Regions from separate parts of the Mus musculus genome. Here region 1 is linked to region 2. The links are chromatin contacts, called in public Hi-C maps. All regions are on one chromosome and are shown on one strand. The core of a region is the stretch at or near the end of the contact, and the rest is flanking DNA. Distances in the headings are between cores, read along the strand shown. Region 1 holds the start of Spata4 (spermatogenesis associated 4). Region 2 holds the start of Vegfc (vascular endothelial growth factor C).

What was found. A called contact is a pair of places that touch in the nucleus more often than the background predicts.
Region 1: a contact with region 2 is called in a Hi-C map of muscle stem cells, with 2.2 times the contacts expected there. The contact joins the promoter of Spata4 here to the promoter of Vegfc in region 2. A contact is called at or near these places in 1 of 39 promoter capture datasets (hippocampal neurons) and 1 of 484 Hi-C or Micro-C datasets (muscle stem cells).

What each region holds. Positions count from the first base shown.
Region 1 is chr8:54,599,464-54,602,277 of GRCm38.p6, reverse strand. Spata4 (spermatogenesis associated 4) reads right to left here and starts at 1,497. Exons shown (of 6, transcript NM_133711.4): 1 at 1,263-1,497; 2 at 347-476. The coding sequence starts at 1,477.
Region 2 is chr8:54,076,255-54,079,253 of GRCm38.p6, reverse strand. Vegfc (vascular endothelial growth factor C) reads right to left here and starts at 1,722. Exons shown (of 7, transcript NM_009506.2): 1 at 1,329-1,722. The coding sequence starts at 1,475. Gm33153 reads left to right here. Exons shown (of 1, transcript XM_006509526.4): 1 at 1-2,999. The coding sequence starts at 1,481. The coding sequence ends at 2,320.

The DNA of each region.
Region 1 (2,814 bases), core at 248-2,747, 520 kb before region 2:
AAGTTCTAGAAAAATAATCAAGTATTATGAATTTACTTTAACTAACTTTTCATTTGAACTACATTTTCTATGTTATCAACATTCACTATTTCTTCAAGAAAGCCACTATTATATACCACTCTAATTGTCATATACTAAATTTTATAGTTTATTTATAGTTTTGTATATAATGAACAACTAGAATTTGACTAATCAGTTATTTCCTAGACTTGACATAGAGTCTCTCTCTCTCTCTCTCTCTCTCTCTCTCTCTCTCTCCTGTCTTTCTGTTTTTCTCTCAGACAGAGATGTAGTGTACTATCTAAAACAAGCTTCACAGGAAACTCTTGTCAATTTTGTGTCTTACCTTCTCTATCTGTGCCCAGTTATCCAACTTGACTTTTAAGGAGGTTCCATTTTCAAAGGATGATAATCGAAGGTCCCAGGGATAATAAATACAGAATATCTCTGCAACTAGGTAGCCATTTGAAAAATCCCTGATACATAACAATAAGGAAATGGAAAAAGTGTAATTGAGATAATTATATAATAGCTAATAAACCATATTGACAAACTATCTGGAAAAACTTGTGTTGGTTCATTTCTCTGAGAAGGTTTCTCAATAGGAAAGAAAGCAGTTAGCTAAAGTGTCCTTTAATGAATCCTCCTAATTATTAGATTTAACAATGTTGCCAAGTGATTAAAACGCTTATTGAAAGTTTCACAGATGCTTGAAAAACCCAATACTGGCATTAATCGTTTTCCTGCAAAAGATCTATGGTATTCATTTTTATGGAATTTTGTTCACATTCTATAGTAACAGCCAGTTACATAGACCATCGTTTCCGTTAAACAGAAGCTTAAAAAAAAAAAAAAAAAAAAAAACCTCAGATAACTGGATACATGATACATTTTCAAAAAAAGGGTAAACTAGTCCTTATTACGATTAATACAAACAAAACAAAACAAAAACCTTGGTTTTTTGTGATTATCAAAGCATTCCGGAATAGCTTAACTCTACAGTGTAATGACCAGTTGAATGAAATCAATGAACACAACGGTCCACGTCTTTCTGGAACTTCCTATCTTGATATGTATGCCTTGTGGCATGCATGAGTGAGCAGGGAGTTGGATGGCGAGGCTGTCTCCGTGAGGAGGGAAAGCAAGGCCAAGGAGGCTGATTCCAGGCTTAGGGAGCCTGAACTGAGCGAGCGCAGGTGGCCTAGGGGAGGGTGACACCTGAGGAGGAGGGTGAATCACTGGGTCCTGTCTGGCTTTAGCACCTGGTGACATTCCTAGGGAAGAAGCTGAGATCTAGGCCCTGGAGCCAGCGCAGGACAGAACGACTCAGGCGGGAGCTCCTAGGCGGATGTGGATACACCAGACATTTCTTTGGCTTCTTTCCTGCGGGAACTGCTGGTGGTGTAGGTAAGGACGTCTTGGATGATTCTGCCGCCGGCAGTGGTAAACACTCCTCTGCCTGGCCGGCGGCAGCCATGGTGCTTTATGGGTTTCTATGGCAACAGATCAGCTGGGGGCTGATAAGGTCTGCTGGAATCGAGGCTTTAGCGTCGAAGGGCGGGGCTTCGGCCTCCAAGAAGGCTCTGTGTTAATGACATTTAGGATGTGACTCAATGTTTTGGAGTCAGTAATCTCTGGATCCATGAACGTTAACAGTCTGAGGAACTAAAGTTGAAGACAGAGCTTCAAGTATAAATTGTTGGCTTCACTTGCACTGTGTTGGCAAATCTTTCTTTCTGTATCCCAGTTCACACATTTTATAGTGTGTGTATTTTGGTCTGCCAGCTAAAGGCCATTGTTCAATAAAGAATTTTGAAGAGAAATGTGAAAAAGCTCTAGAAGACAGTGAAAATTGTTTTTTTTTTTGGGGGGGGGGAGGTGGATGAGAGTAGGAGATAGACCTGGAAACCACAAAAATTTTGTTTTAAGAAGAAAACAAACCTTTAAAATTCATCATACCTATTTCCATAATGATTATGTAAAATGTACATTAGTCACATATTTTAAAGCTATTTATAGATTACATTCATATACTTCAAGATGTCCTGAGATGTATAATTTCATTCAACAAGTATTTATTGAGTATTTCTTCTGTGCCTGTAACTGATGCAGATATTTCTATCCATTAATGAGTGATTCAGAAAATGAAACTTATTACAATGTGGTGATAGGCAATTACAAATTAGATTGCTATGCAGGAAGATAATATCAATCTCTTAAAATCTCTATAGCAAGAATATATTCAGTGTTGAATATGAATACGTATCCCACATATAAAACATGGGCTGGATCTTGGTGGTGCTATGTAATATATTATTGAGTGTTTTCTTGTATATTTGATCATTTATAAGGTAGACTAATGTGACTTTGTATAAGGTTAAAATGAGGCCAGGGGAGACAGATGATTAAGGCGCTTGCTACTAAACTTCAGTTTGTTCAATAGGAGACTGAGAAAACCAACTCCTCAAGTTGCCTTTGACAACACACGAACACATGGCACATAATTGCCCATATAAACACACACACTAAAAAGTGTCATTCTTAAAGAGTAGGCATGAAAGAGAGAGAAGAAGTAGTATGTTTTCTCTTTGTCCAGTGATATATGTCTTATCAATGACTCATTCTTTTAATGACTGTTTTTTAAGAAACTGTCTTAAGGTATGAAATAGACCATCACCGTCAACTGTTGTAGTTCCTACTTTCATCGGACCAATACCCATGTGTGATCCTCTAGATAACACTGATGTAGGCTTTACCACTGTGGGAACTCCTTTGGACGTACAGATACATTTATATAAGTGAAAAATTCACCTA
Region 2 (2,999 bases), core at 473-2,972:
GTCACAAGTATATCAGTTTGAATTTGCAGAGGCAGAAAGTGAATAGGTCTGGCAAACTTCAAAGGCTCGAATTACAGGAAGTATGATTCTGTCCCGAGCTTTATTTCTGTGGCACTTAGAGACGAGGATATTCTCGTCATTGTACGTATAGTGATAAGCGTGTGCTGAACATTGCAGTTCTCATAATGGACTGAAAAATCTGGTATTTGTATTTTTACCAAATGTAGACACAATGGTAACTTGATATCTTATAACCTAGTCTTGTCCGTATTAAAGTTTTTCTCAGACAAACCTTTCCAGGGAAGGTGGTTTGACCTCTGCACATTCTGTGTATGTTCACCAATAAAGTCAACTGAAAGTTGAGAGTAACACACCCCCTTCTATTTTTTTCCCCCCACTTGCAGTCAGCTACTATAAACCACTTCAGTCTGCTTCCAGCCAGGGGGCTTCGCAGTGCCTTAAACACAAAACTTTTGCAGGAGTTCAAGATCCCAACTATTACGCCAAGTATAAACTTGAAGATGTTATAAACATATTCTTTAGAAGGTTCAAGTGAGAAGTACACAAGATAAGATAACTGAGTCAGACAATCGGAATGTCTTCAAAAGTCCCTTAACGTGTTCAGGAAAGATGCTATTTCTCTTTAAAACAAAATAAAACAAACTAATTGATACTTTGATTTTTTTTTAATCTTATAGCCACTGTTTAGGAAAAGAATTGATAAAGTTTAGAAGATTCCAATTTCTGTTACATCTTGGATTTGACCAAGTTCAAGTTAATTCTGAAATCCAAAACCTTTAAGCCCAGTTTCTAAATTTACTCACACTTTTTCCAAACTAGCTCACAGAGCCTGGGGCCCCTGCTATGCAAACTCCAGGAGCATAAAACTCCGTTGTCTGGTCACACACCCCAGAAGCTCTTTGGAGTCCAAAACCAGCCAGGAAAAGAAAAGAGCATTTCCTACAGCAATGAAATTCTCTCTGGAGCCATGCCACTGGGGCAGGGTGCAAACTCCTCTGTTGGCAGGAGACCACTATGAAGGAGAAGGAATCTGTGTGACTGAACACCTCTTGGGCCCTTCCCTCCTCTAAGTTGCTTTCCTTTCTAGTAACAGCTTTCCACTGGGGGAGAGAAAAAAAGAAGAGAAACTTTGCTCCAAGCAAGCGTGCACCAATCTCTAACTTTGGATCCAAAGGTTAAATAAATAATTATGCACACACACTCCACGGCAGGTTCTCTGTACACCCAGTAAAGCCAAGCCCACACACAGTCCAGGACTTGGGAGCCTCGGATCCTCAGCCCGACCCGACGGGGTCCCTTGCACCTACCTTGACCTCGCCCCCGTCGGGCTCCGCTTCCGAGAAGCCCAGTCCCGACTCGAAGGCGGCGACGGTGGCGGGCGCCTCGCGCGGACTGGGGATCAGCGCAGCGGCGAGCAGGGAACACGCCAGAGACAAGAAGCACAGCAAGTGCATGGTGGATGGACCGGGAGCAGGGAGGCCGGTCCGTTGGCTGGCGCAGGCTGGGGCGTGAGGCTGAGGTCCTCTCCTGGTCCCTGTCCCGTGGTTTCCTCCCGGGGACCCCCCTGGGCGAGCGTCTCCCGGGACTCGGCGGCTCGCAACTTTTGCCCTCGGCTCTGGCAGCCCTCACGGGGGAGAGGCTCCCGGGTGTCAGGTACGAGCCTCACAGGAAACCGGACATCCGAACTGCCCTCGGTGGCGGCCCGCGAGGTGAAGCGAGGGCGCCGGCTCCGCCGATCGCGGTTTTGTTTTTGGTGTTTTGCAAAGAAGAGGGGGTGGGGTGGTTAAGCCCAGTCACCCCGCGATGTTCCACTCGTCCCGAAGAGCCCTCGGGTCCCTCGTCCCCCCTCCTCCCTCCCCTCGCCCGAAGTGAAAGGAGCCGGGCCGCGGGAGCCGCGGGAGAAGGCGGTGGTGGCGGCGGAGCCGGGGGGCGGGAGGAGGGCGGCGGGGCGCCCGGCGGCGGCGAGGCCCGCGAGCTCCCGGGCGCTCGAGCCTCCTGCGCGCGCGGGGCCGAGCGGTGGCGGTGGCGGCGGCGGCAGCGGGCGCAGGGGCAGGGCATGACTGATGCGCCCTCTGCCTGCGCTTATGTGAGAGAAAGCGGCAAGAGGGAGGGAGCGTGCCGAGCCCAGTCAGCCCTCCCCTCTCTTTCCCTAGGAAGCTTGCTCCCTCCAGCCCCACGCTTTCCTCCAGCCCCACCTCCATCCACTCTCCTCGCTTTCCCTTTCTCTGCCCTTCTCTCTGGGCTCTGCTGGGGTGTCGGGGTGGGGAGGCAGGGGCTCAAGTCAGGTCTGGGGGCTTGACTCTCTCTGCAGGACCAGTTTTAGGGGCCACATGACTGAGCTCAGCTGCTAGAAAGATGGGGAGGGGGGAGCAGGTACAGTGGGTAGGAGACGCACGCTTTGGCCCTGGCAACCCCTTGTGGTAAAATCCTTCTCCAGACATTCTTTATCCTGAGAAGTTTGGGACCAGCCTGAGACTTCTAAAACACTTCAGAGAAAAAGATCAACATTATAGCAGAGACCTATGGGGCCATAGTGCCCTTCCCAGCACCACCACCTCCACTGTTTTCTGGTTTACTTGAAGCAAGAATGCAAAGAGGGACATCTCAGAATACAGGGCAAGTCATTCATGCTAAGATCTTAGTGATCTTCCGGAAGACCTAAAGTTCCATCTGAAGGACAGATGGTCCAGAATCTTAAAGAACATTGATAGAGACACACCCAAACTGTATCTGCAAGACACACCTTCCATTTGCAAGAGAAAGAGAATGAAATGGGACAATTTATATGCTGAAAGAGCAAACAGCAGTGATGCATTTATTCTCTGGAAAAGCACCTAGGAACTCTGCTGTCTTCCTGGTGATGGCATCTGCTTTCCTGGGCAGGTGGGCAGATGGCAGAAGTTCCACTTAAGCTGCATCAACAGCATAGAGACATGAAAGGTCTTGCCTATTCAAAAACTATACTAAGTGCACTAATG